Regions from separate parts of the Sus scrofa genome. Here region 1 is linked to region 2. The links are chromatin contacts, called in public Hi-C maps. All regions are on one chromosome and are shown on one strand. Each heading gives the region's core, a stretch centred on a gene start, on an enhancer-like site or on the middle of the called end of the contact. The rest is flanking DNA. Distances are from core to core; before and after follow the strand shown.

Region 1 (5,772 bases), core at 558-3,057, 110 kb after region 2:
CCTGTGAGGCCCGGGTAGCGGGGACTGGCTGGCATGGGACTTTTGGGTCGACTAGGCTGCTGCCTGCCCTCCGAACTCCCCCTCCCCCTCCTGAGACTCAGCTGAGGGTCAGAGGCCCTTCCGGTGCTGGGAACAGGGGAAGAGGAGGGGGGTGGAGCTACTCCCCTCCTCGTGGGAACCCGGCCTGTGTAAGCAGAGGTTGGACAGGGTGGCTGGAGTGGCGCTCTGGGGTTGGGAGTGGGGAGTGGAAGAAATGAGTAGACTGGCTGGTGGTGGTTTACATCGACTTGCACTGCAGCCAGGCTTAGAAGTCTGGCCGGTCCTTCTTCAGCTTCTTATAGTCAGTGGAAACTGCAAGGAACTATGGGAGAGAAAGGGGGAATTGCACTCAAAGCCCCAGGCCGCCCTTTGCTGGGCCGGGATTAGGAGATGAGTGATGAGTGGATGGAGGTGCAACCCTAAAGCCACCTGGAGGTACCTTGTATTGGTCGTTGGGGCTCAGGCGGTTCCAGGGCTCTGGGTTGTTCTTTCTGTCCCAGCTGCAGAGAGGGAGGGAGAGGGTTAGGGTTTCCTCTTTGGGAGCTAGGACTCTGGAGCCTGAGGGGACATAAGGGTCTGTGCGTCCCCCCTACCCCCTTCCTCCCAGGGGTGGGGCCCATTAGCAGGCACTGACAAGACAAGAAGGCTGTCACCATTGTCAGGCGTGGGGCCAGATGACAGACTCGACAACCCAGCCCAGGGACTCCTGCCTGCTCCGTGCCACCCTAGGTTAGCCCTGCAGAGCAGAGAGGTGGGAATCTGAAATCCTGAGGCACTGGGGTTTCAGTGATGCCAGACAATGCCCTGGGTGCTCCTGCCTGTGCACTGGAGGGCCCTCCATCTCGCTGCCGGCGCCTTTAGCGGGGCTTGGGGTCTCCTGCTGCCCTGACCCCAAAGGCGTCCCCAGCAGCTCATGGGGCCACCCCCCCCCCAACGCTTGGGCGACAAGAGAGGTACCCTAAGGCCACCAGCAGCCGACTGATCGGCGTCGCCATGGCAACAAGGCCGGGGATCCGTGGAGTTCCAAAGCGGGGCCAGTCTCGACTCACTGAGGAGCAAACGATCAGTCGGGCGGCCCGAGGGGAAGCCGGGCCCTGCCAGGTCAGGAGTGAGCTCCAGTCCCAAGATGCCACTTGTGGCCTGGGGACCCCTGCCAGAATCACTCATTCCCACCGTTCCTGAGAGGCCTGTGTGTTGCTATCCCATCTTAACCCCCATCCCCACCCCCCCAGGACCTCACTGCAAGGTCCAAGCCCGGCCTTTACCAGACGTCGGGGCTGCGTAGGGCGAGTCGCAGCAAGTAGAGCGCAGCGCTGCCCATGCCCAGGCCAATGAAGCCAATCATCGGGATGAGCTGCAGGAAGACAGAGGCAACTTTCAGGGGCAGCTCCCTCCCAATCGCCCTGTGAAAGCTTTTCTGCTGGGGCTGGCGCTCCTGCTCCCTCCCTTTTGGGAGAGGGGACTTGCAACCTCCCACATCACATTTCCTGCCACAGCCTCCCTCATCCAGTCTGTCTGAGGTGGATTCAAGAGACACAGGGCATATTGCAGAGGTGGACTGAGGGGCACGTTGAAGAGAGAATAGGACATAGGGGCAACTGGGCAAGAGGCAGGATACTGGGAGATTTGGGGGCCGCTGGGGCAGCCAGAGAGTTAGAAGGTAGAATCATGGCTCCTGGGACAAAAACTCACCCCGGGATGTCTCTTGATCTGCCGATAGAAGCGGGCTCCAAGGGTCGTTCCTGCCATTTCTCCTCTCCAGTGTCTGGTCCTCTCCAGCTCTCCAGAGGCCCTGCTCCCTTTTTCCTCCGGGGTCCCGCCCTACTCTGGGGAGGGGTCAGCCCAGCCCAGCTTTGCCCAACCCAGCAGCTTCATCATACTTACCACGCCCCCCACCTCTACCGCAGTTCCAGGCTTCTCCAGGAGGAGAATTATTTGGGAGCTGAGGGATTTCTGCTCATCCACTCTCCACTCCAGGGGGTTGAACCCTGGCCCATGGGACACCATTATCCTTTGGGCTTTGGACCTGTCCAAGGGAGAGGCCTCTCAGACTCTGACTCAGGGACAAATTTAGGGGCATCCAAAAGTGGGAGAAGGGACTCACCATGGGACAATCTGCAGACAGACCTCCAACAAAGTGCAGGTGTGGGTGTGGCATGTTCACAGGTCGGACCAGAAGGGGCCAGGGATGAGTGACGGCATCTGTAATGCTTCCCTGACATCCTTTGAGCCTCCCAGGAAGCAAGTCTTAGGGGCCCTGGTTCTGTCTCCCTCAACCGTATACTAGGGAAAGGAGGGGAACAGAGGTGCCAACAGCACTAAAGCTGCTCAGCCTCTCTAGTCCTGGATGATTTCTCCCAGTTGTGTTGTTGTTAGCTTTTAAAAGTGTTTGGCGGCCAGGAGAACTGGGCATTATTCTAAACCTGGCTCAGGAAAGAATAAGTCAGTTGGCCAAGTTTGGGGACTTGAGAGACTTTCTGCCTACCTCGGGTAGCCATCCAAGGAGGTCACTTGATGCCTGTGGCTGAGATGGAGAGAAAGAGAATGGAGTGAAGGAAATAGGAAAAGATAGAGAAGATGTTGAAAGAGGAAAGAGAACAAGACACAGAGTGACTGCCTCCCTTTGCTGGACAACTTGGGTGTATGCTAGGTTGTCAGCGTAAGAAAGTACACTGCCACCATCTTTGGGGACCTGGGGCCCTAGGGATCCAGCAGCTGTGCCCTAACCACCTCTCACTAACCTCCACCTCCACCTTCACACTCACTCTCTCTCACACACACACACACACACACCCTGCCACTGCCCTGGCAGCCCATCCTATAGAGCAGAGTCTCCCACTTCTCAAACAGAGCCCCAGGCAGGGGCAAGCGGTGCACCCATTGCTGGGCCCTCAGAGTACAGGGAAGGAGGGGTCCCTTCCTGGGGGCCCTCTTCCTTTCCTTTTCTCTGATACCTCCCCGCCTCCTGAGCTGACAAGCATGGCTGTAATTAGGCTGCGGGGTCCTGAGCTCTCCGAGCTCTCCGCCTCCCTCCGGCGGATAATGAGATAAAGTGTCAGAGACACAGTGAGAACAAAGAGACAGAGACTCAGTGCTTACGTGTATAGGGGGCGGGGGACGGGGACTGATGGGATGTCAGAACCTGGAGCCAAGCAGAGCCCGGCCCTCCCTGAGCAACTGCACCTCAGGGCCGGGTCAGGGACTGGGGTGTCCTGTCACTTATGTCCCCTAGCCCTCCAGTCTCTGGGACTAAAAATCAGTCTTGAGGGGCTGCACAGCTGGGCTGCAAGCTGGCTCTTGAGGCACAGCTGGGGTGTCAGGATGCCAACGGGAAGTCTGGCCCTTTTGCTTCTTGGGCTCTTGCTATCCTTCTGGTGCCCTTTCCTGTGAGTTCCAGGGACCTGGGCCTAGGGCATTCCAGACCCCTCCGCCCCACTTCTTTTCTAGAGCCTGCCTTGGGCCTCCACCCCTGCTTTTCTACTTTCTTATACATTATTGCTTCTGCTCTTGCCTCTCCAGGGCTCCCTGACCCCCTCACTTGCTTCTGGAACATGTCTCTGACCCCCTTGACTGTGACCCTATTTCTAAACGCCCTCCCATCTCTGGATAGTGGTCTCTGGGGCACAGAACTCCTTGGGTTCCAGATTCCATTTCTTCCCACCTCCCTACACTTTCCCATGAGAAGGACTCAGGCCACGCTGATCAAGCCGGCAGAAGTCATTAGCTGCGGATTAGGCGTGGCCTGGGGCGGGCTGGGGGTCCCGCTGGGAATCGTACTCTGAACCGAAACAGCATAGGGCACTAATCCTCAGTCTGAGAGCTGAACGTCAAAAGCAGCTGGACTCGAGCAGAGGAGCTTGCCGCGGGGCCGCTGGGCGGCGGGGGGCCGCGGGCGCCCCCTGGGGGCAGAGCTACTCTCAAGCACTTAGGGGCGATGCCTCCAGCGCCCCCTATCGGGAAGCGCCGGCCCCGCGCCCTGCGGCTTTTGCAAAGGTAAGTTAGCTCCAGGAGCGCGGGACCCGCCCGCCTGCCGCTCCAGCCACTCCCCTCGCCAAGGCAGTGGGTTCCAAAGCCTCCACTCTACTGAAGTGAGGTGGGGCAGAGTGGAGGGAAGGAGAGGGGACGCGGAAGCTCCCACTTCTCCAGCTATGAGCATCCCAGGTTCAAGCGGGTTCCTGTCTCCGGCTGTGAGGCCCCAGACGCAGTGGGGCTCGGTCTCCGCTCTGAGACTGCTCTCTGCCCTCTGACTCTGCCTGCCCCTGCCTCTGACTGCCTTTTTTACTGCCTCTTCTTCAGGCCCTGTTTATCACTGTATCTTTGTGTCTTTATCTCTGTGTCTCTCTGTTCTTTCTCATTTTGTCTGTCTCTCCCTCTGCAGCTCTCTTTATCTGGCTTTGTCTCCCTAAGTATGTTTCTCTGTGCCTCCTTGCATTTGTCTCTCCTTACCTCTACCTCTCTCTACCTCGCTGAGTCTCTCTTTACAAACGCCTCTGTCACTGTCTTTATCTCTGGCTCCCCCCTCCCATTCCCTGGTTCTATTCCAATTCTCTGGCTTACTGTCCCTGGGGGTCTGCAGCAGTCCAACAGGACAGCCTTGGGGACATCTCAGGGCACAGCCTAGAGTCCCCTCCCCGTCACCTCCACATGCCCATCACCTTGGCGCGGCCTCTGTCTTCCCCCTGCAGCAGTGGGGCGCGGAGGGGGCACCCGGGAGGGAAGACACAGTGCCCAGAATCTGCTCGGGAGCCCCAGGGCCCCTGACCCCCTCTGCAGCTATTAAGGGCGCCGGGTCCCGAGGCTCCGAGATGATCAAGATTGCATCAGCCAGACAGTTTTGGAGCTGAGAGCCGCGCAGCGAGCGAACCAGCGAGACAAAGACGCCCGCGCCATCTGTTTATGCAAAGCGCTCTCCGCTTGGGACCCCGGCGTCCCCGCGCCTGGCCCGGTTCGGGGCACAGGGTCATGAGTCCGCTACTGCTGGGCGCTCCCGCCGCGCTGTGCCCCCCCTCCCTACTTCCTAGCACCCAGAGGGGCCGCAGGGCCAGGAGAACGGAGGAGGGCGGGGTGGGGGGGTGTTGATGTGATTGGAGCGGACGCGGCTGTTTCTTCAATAATGGATGGAGATGATGCGGACGGCGGAGCCAAGCCCGCCCGGAGAGGAGAGAGGAATAGAAATGGGGAGAGGAAGGGGTGGGGGCGGGAGACTCACCCTGGCGAGCGCGCATTTGTGAGAGCGCGTGTATACACACACACCACACACACACCACACACACACACGAGCGTGCGTGCGTCACACTGTCATTCAAATACATGCCGCCGCGCGGCTCACACCCAGGCACACACCCACGCACTGTCACCGAGACACACACCTGCAGGCAGAGACGCCAGAGCAACACACACTCACCAGAGGCTTTTCCTGATTCTTACACATACACAGTCTTGCAGGAAGAGGCACACGGAAATGCCCACACTCGGGGCACACAGAGGGGTGAAGAATGCACAGACACGTAAACACATCAAAGCACATATGTACATCTGACACCCAGGGACTAAGACAGAAAAACAAAAATCTTAGAGGTTGGGGGTGGGGGCAGAATGGGGACAAGATACATACATACTTACTGGCACAGACATACACCAACACACACACCGCACTTGGGATTCTGACAGATACACCTTACACATTCAGGGCACAGGCATAGACACAGACACACACACACACTACACACAAAG
Region 2 (5,929 bases), core at 1,538-4,037:
CTTCTTAAGAAGTGGGAAGAGAAGAAGCTGAAGCATAGAGGAACTGCATAATGGGTGCTGTAGGAGAAATATGGAGAAGATGCTTATAGTCACATGCTGTTCAACAGTAATTATCATTGTCTCCTCTATCAGTGTGGACACCTCTGTCCTAACACTCTTGTCACCTTACCCATCAAACAATCCAGAGTCCTGACACTGGGTGGATACAGAGAAGTAAGAGACATGATCCCTGCACTTAGGGAGTTTATAGTCTGATGGTGGACGTAGAACCCACAAAATTAAGTGCTAAATTCTAGCTACTGAGCCTATCAGGAGATGGCCAGGGGAGAGGGCAGAGTAAGAATAACAGGAGAGCCTTGCTGATGAGGGCAGGAAGGAACTGAGAGAAAAGTATAATTAAAGGCTCAGGTGGAAAAATGCATTCTCTCATCTTACAGAGACAACCTCAGCACTTCACACATTGGAAATAGCCCAAGTGCCCAACAATCCTAGGAGACTGTGGAGTATCCAAGAAAGGAGATTCCAAGTAGCCCAAATAACGAGTGAGCTAGATGTGTGTGTACAACATGGAAAGGAATCAGTATGAATTAACTGAAGAAAGCAAGTTACAGAACAGTATATACCGTATGAGTTCATCTGTATTTTCAAAAGGTGTTTATTTATATTTGTTTATCATTTTTTAAAAAAGCCTCTTGGAAGGAGACCTGAGGAACTCTTAGTTGTGGTTATTCTGAGGGTGGGACTGAAGAATGGGAGTGTGGAGAGTGGCAAGTTGACCTTTCACCTTGTACCTGCCTCGTACTCTTTTTTTTGCCATTTTTTTACAATATAAAGTTAACACAAATAAATACACATTTGCATTCAAGAGACAGTAGGGCTTGGGAGGTAGCAAGTGAGAAGTGATCATGATTTGCTAGCTGAGGCCAGATATTGGAAGGTCAGGACCGAGAGAAGAGTTCACGTTGGATTCCGTTGCCTAGAGACGCCCAGTAGAGGTTCACCAGCCAGGAAGAGACACAGGGAAAGCAATTTTAGCAAGGTTCACCTGCAGACAATAGGCAGCAGGAACAGGAATGGGACTACCCCTCACAACCCTCTCAGGCTATGCATGGTCACTCCAGCTAGCTTTTTCCTTTCAAAGCTGCCCGAAGTCTTTTTCAATCTGACTTCACTTGGATGACAATATGAGGAGGGGATTCCAGGGAGAAGAAGCAACCTAGTAGGCATTCATTAAAAACATATAGTGAGTCCCTGCAATGTGACCACCTCTGTTACCCCATGAGTCCTGGAATGAAAGGCTAAGACCCCACCCCTCCCCAGAGAAACCCTCAGGGGCAGTGGAAATGGAAGAACTCTGAGCTCCATTTCAAAGGGGAAAAAAATGACAAATCTCAAGCACAGGCTTTGCAGGACTGGCTATAGGAAAGGCCCAGCTGGCAAAAAGTCTGAGGTTTCCAGCCTGGGAGAGTCTACAGGCAGGTGGCCTTGGCCCTGAGCAAAGCCAGCCTGGTGGAAGTTGTAGTTTGGAGGAAAGGTCTAGCTTCTTCTGGATTCCTCTCTTGCTCTCACTGCCATCAACAAACACTCCACGCTGCTCTGCTTTCTGCCAAGGCCAGACTGGAGTGAGGATTTGGGGCCTTTTCTTGAATTTTAAAAGGGAGAAGGGTGGTGCAACCCTCCCTCATTTCAAACGTCAGTTTCCGGCAGCCGACGTTGCCTGCCTTCTCCCTGAACTCTGACTTCGTCGACACCAGAAAGTCAGACATCCATGGTACAGCCTCAAAACACCACCCAGAAGGGGGCAGTGGCCAGAGGCACATTCGCCGGGCTCTGGGAACCGCCCGGCGCCCAGTGGACTCAAAGCAGCATTCCCATAGGGACTTAGGCCAGGACAAAGGTCTGGCACTCTGCAGACACCTCCTTAGAACTCAAGGCCTGGAGACAGAGGTCTAGAGTCCCTCATCTTATTCCAAATCCCTGCTGCTTGGAATCTAAAACCCCGACTTGGTAGGAAGCCAGTCAGAAGGTATAAAAAACAAAACACCAAACAAAAAAATAAATGAGCCCAGACCTCTTGGGGCTAAGAGGGGTGGCCCTTCCTCAACCCCACCCGCTAGTGACTCACCTCCCTCCAAACCAGGGACTGCCCCTCCCGCGCCCGGTGCCAGGAGAGCAGGGCGGGGCGGGTACTAAGGTGGGCTCCATCCCCAAGCCCTAGGCGAGCGGACAAGCTCCGGCGTGTCCCCGCGGGTGTCCCTGTTTACTCCAAGCCCTAGAGCGAGGTGAGGGCGGGACTTCTCGGCCCCTCCCCCAACCCGCCCCCCTCCGCCGCAGGCCCCAATCCTGGTCCCGGTCTTACAAAGTCTCCAAATCAAAGCTCAGCCTCTCCCCGTATCTTCCCAGCGGACTGGCGGCCCCCGCCCCCACCCCGGGCAGCGGAGGCACAGTCGGGCTTTCTCGTGGAGCTCGGGCCTCGACCCAGACCTCTGGGTCTTGGATCCCCAGACCGGGCCTGATCCTAGGGCAAGACACCGAGTTTCAAAGAGAAGCCGCTCAGGGCTCCTCGCCCCCTGTTCAACCCCCCTCGCCTCTTCAGTTCTGCAGCGCAAGGGACCAAGCCCCAGTCAAGGAAAAAGGCGCTCCAGGCCCAAAACTAGCCAGCAGGGCCGGGACCCCCGCTCTAGGACCGCTAGCCAGAGATCCAAATCTGGTCGCCTCTCTGACTCCCCCTCCCCAGGGCAGCGCGCCAAATCAGCGCATGCGCACTCACAGGACTGCCGCGTAGCTCTTCCCCCCCCCTTTTTCTTTCCCCGCCCCTTCTCTCCCTCCCTCCTCTCCTGGTCCCCTCCCTCTCCCCCCTCAGCCCGCCCCGCGACACCTCAGTCCGGGTAACAGTGGTGCGAGCTCCAGGCCCGTGCACTGAGGAGGCGGAAACCAGGGGAGCCCCCAGAGCTCCATCAGGCCCCTTCCAAAGGCTCCCCCACCCGGTCCACGCCCCCACCCCCCTACCCCGCCTCCTCCCAATTGTGCATTTTTGCAGCCGGAGGCGGCTCGGAGATGGGGCTGTGAGCTTCGCCCGGGGAGAGGGGGAAAAGAGGAACGAGGAGAACAGCAGGGGTGAAGGGTTTGGATTGGGGGGCTGGGGGTGCAGCTGGTCTGCAAGCCCTTCCCAAGGGGGCTCCGAACTTACCTCGTCACCCACGCCCCTGGTGCGCTGTGCTGAAGGATAGGATAAGAATAGAGGAGGAGAAGGGAGGAAGGAGGAAAAAGGGGGACCCCCCAATTGGGGGGGGCGACGGCGAGAAGTAACAGGACCAGAGGGGAGAGGGCTGCTGCTTGCATCAGCCCACACCATGCTGACCCCGCCGCCGCTGCTGTTGCTGCCCCTGCTCTCAGCTCTGGTCGCTGCCGCTATCGATGGTGAGTGAGATCCCGCGGCCCCCTTGGACCCCTGGGGACACCCACTCCCCAGCCCCCACTCCAGCGTTCGGAGGGGAAGGGAGACGCGGGAGGGGGTGCCTTTTGTTATCCCAGTCCAGCTGACACAGCAGCGGCCCAACTGGGGGTGGGGATGGGGGGGTCCAATTTGGAGAATGGGGGCCCTGACAAATGATGCTTCAGGGACCCCCCAGCCCAAACAAAGACCAGAGGCCTAGGAAGGGAGAAGAGGGATCCCCTTTTTCTGATCCTGGGATCTAGAGGCCTTCTCTTCCTATCTCTGGTCGGGGAGGGCCTGCGCCTCTTCTACGTCCTCCACCCCCCAACCCCCCATCTGAATTGTAAAGGAATCCGGATTTACAATGTACTGGTTGCAAAAGGGGGCGGGGGTCCTTTTGCAGTGCCCTCTGAATCTGAAAGGGGGAGCCAGGTCAGGGGTGCCCTGCTGAGAGCAGACAGGCCCTGGAGAAGGCTGTGGGTGGGGAGAGGGAGGGCCAAGAGAAGGCCCCCTGCTTGGGTGTGGAATCTGGGCCCTTGGAGACCAGGCTAGGAGGCCTGGGTCCAGGATCCAGCAGGCTGCCAGCCTGGGTTCCGCGGAAATGGGCACTTCCCCTTCTCAGGGCCTCTGTCAGTAGCCTGGCAAGGGCCGTGTTGGGGGGCATAGGGTGGGGGCAGACGAAGCTGTATGACTTTGAATTTCTCAATTCCTGGGAGCTTTGAGATGAAAAATGTCAGATGTCATCCTTGGGGAAGGGGGCTGGAGAATGGCCTGGAATGCTGAGGTGGGAGGGTAGAGGAAGGTTGCCTGCTCCCTGACTTCTGGCTTGATCACATTTTGGAATGGAAGGAGAGTTGGAGGTTGGAGGGGGGTTATGTCTATGCCTATGCCCCCACCCCCTCACCCCCTCATTCTCTGCTCCTTTGGTAAATGTGTTTATTTCTCTCCACTATTTTCCCTCCTACACACACAGACACACACACACAGACACACACACACACACAGACACACAGACACACACACACACACACACACACACACCACTTTGTATACTGCAGTTAGGCTTGGGCCAGAACTGTGTCCTTTCGGTGAAGTGGGGTGCCCCCTTCCCTCTTTCTGTGTCAGCTATTTTCCCGCTTACTTGTGAGTCACTGGTTCAAGTCTTGCTCAAGCTTTGAGCTGGGGTCATGGAGTTGAGTTGGGCTGGGTCCCTGATTTGAGAAGGGGTGGGATCCCATCCCTTCCCGACATTTAGTCCTCTCATCCCGGGGAAAATCTGGGCCCAATATCACCCTGCACCCCTCCTCCATCTTCTAAATTTTGCCAGGTTGGGATTGGGAAAGTTTTTCTCTGAAACCAGATTATCTCTCTCTCTTCCCCACCCCCCAGCTTGCTTCAGCTAGGGGAGGGAGGTTAGGGGGTCAGGTAGTAGCTGTGCCCAGAAAGACACTATATTCAGTGGCCCTCAATCATGCCATCTTGGGGACCCTGTCCACTTGTCCCCACACACCTCAGTTATCTGCCCAAGAGGAGGAAGGAGGCTCTGCCCCGAATATCCTTCAGATCAGCCCTTGCCCATGACTTCCTCCGTTATTCAGGTTGTTTCCTCTTGTTCTCAGCCCTGTGAAGTGGGAGAGGGAACTGAGGCAGAGATTTGGGTGCAGCAGCTTCTGGGAGAGATAGTGAAAAAATTTTAAGAGTGAAAGTGTGAGCCATCAAACGTTGGAGGTAAATGGAGTTAGAAGGGAGAGGAGGTCTCTGAGAGCAGAAGAGGTCCCCAGCCCTGTCAGGAATGGCCCAGGGAGCTTCATCCCTAGGGCTGTAAAGTGGGGTTTACCCACCAAGTTGGGGGGCAGGCGGTGAGTGGAAGAGAGAGACTGGGCATGTTCTCCTTAACTGTCTCCCAGCCTTCCTTAAGTTTGCACCCAGTCCACAGCTGTAACCCCAAGTCAAACCAAACTCTACCCAAAGTCCCAGGGAGAGGACCCCTCCCCCCAAACACATCAATGTTCTCCCCTTAGCAATGGGAATGGGAATCGGTGGTTCTACCCTATTCTAGGGGGTGGAAAAGGGCACCTGCCCAGACCTGTATGGCCAGTGTTGTCCAGGACAGCCTAGGGATTCCTGTATCCCCACCCTTGCCCTCATGGCCAGGCCCCACAGACACAGAACTTTCTCCTCCGCTTTCCAGAGAAGGACACTTCCTGGCTCCAGCTTCCCTGACTCAGTGTCTAACCTTCTGCAGACCTTGCTGCTTTCCCTCCAAGGGAGCAACCCTGGGGTCCTCCTCCACCACCCCTGCCTTCTCTGCTAAGCCCGAACCCAACCCGCAGCATGCCCTGCTCTTTGGGGAGCATTGTCACTCCCTGCTAGTAAACAGAACAGGGTATGCTTGCTACCTGGGAGGATGGAGGAACAGATGGAACGGGGGACGGGAAGAGGGGTTACGGAGGTCCCTGCTGAGACGAGGGACATTTTGTAGTAGAGAGGGCT

The links. Hi-C and Micro-C count contacts between places; a contact is called where the count stands out from the background.
Region 1: a Hi-C map of liver shows a contact between it and region 2, with 3 times the contacts expected there. The contact joins the promoter of NDUFA4L2 here to the promoter of LRP1 in region 2. A contact is called at or near these places in 2 of 5 promoter capture datasets (fetal skeletal muscle and liver), 9 of 47 Hi-C or Micro-C datasets (alveolar macrophages, embryonic fibroblasts, fetal heart ventricle and 4 more) and 1 of 2 datasets of contacts at active chromatin or transcription factors (alveolar macrophages).

Annotation. Positions count from the first base shown.
Region 1 is chr5:22,540,854-22,546,625 of Sscrofa11.1, forward strand. It overlaps NDUFA4L2 (NADH dehydrogenase (ubiquinone) 1 alpha subcomplex, 4-like 2), which reads right to left and starts at 1,808. Exons shown (of 4, transcript NM_001205377.1): 1 at 1,732-1,808; 2 at 1,305-1,393; 3 at 479-539; 4 at 1-361. The coding sequence starts at 1,788. The coding sequence ends at 305.
Region 2 is chr5:22,432,849-22,438,777 of Sscrofa11.1, forward strand. It overlaps LRP1 (prolow-density lipoprotein receptor-related protein 1), which reads left to right and starts at 2,788. Exons shown (of 93, transcript XM_021091826.1): 1 at 2,788-3,420. The coding sequence starts at 3,354.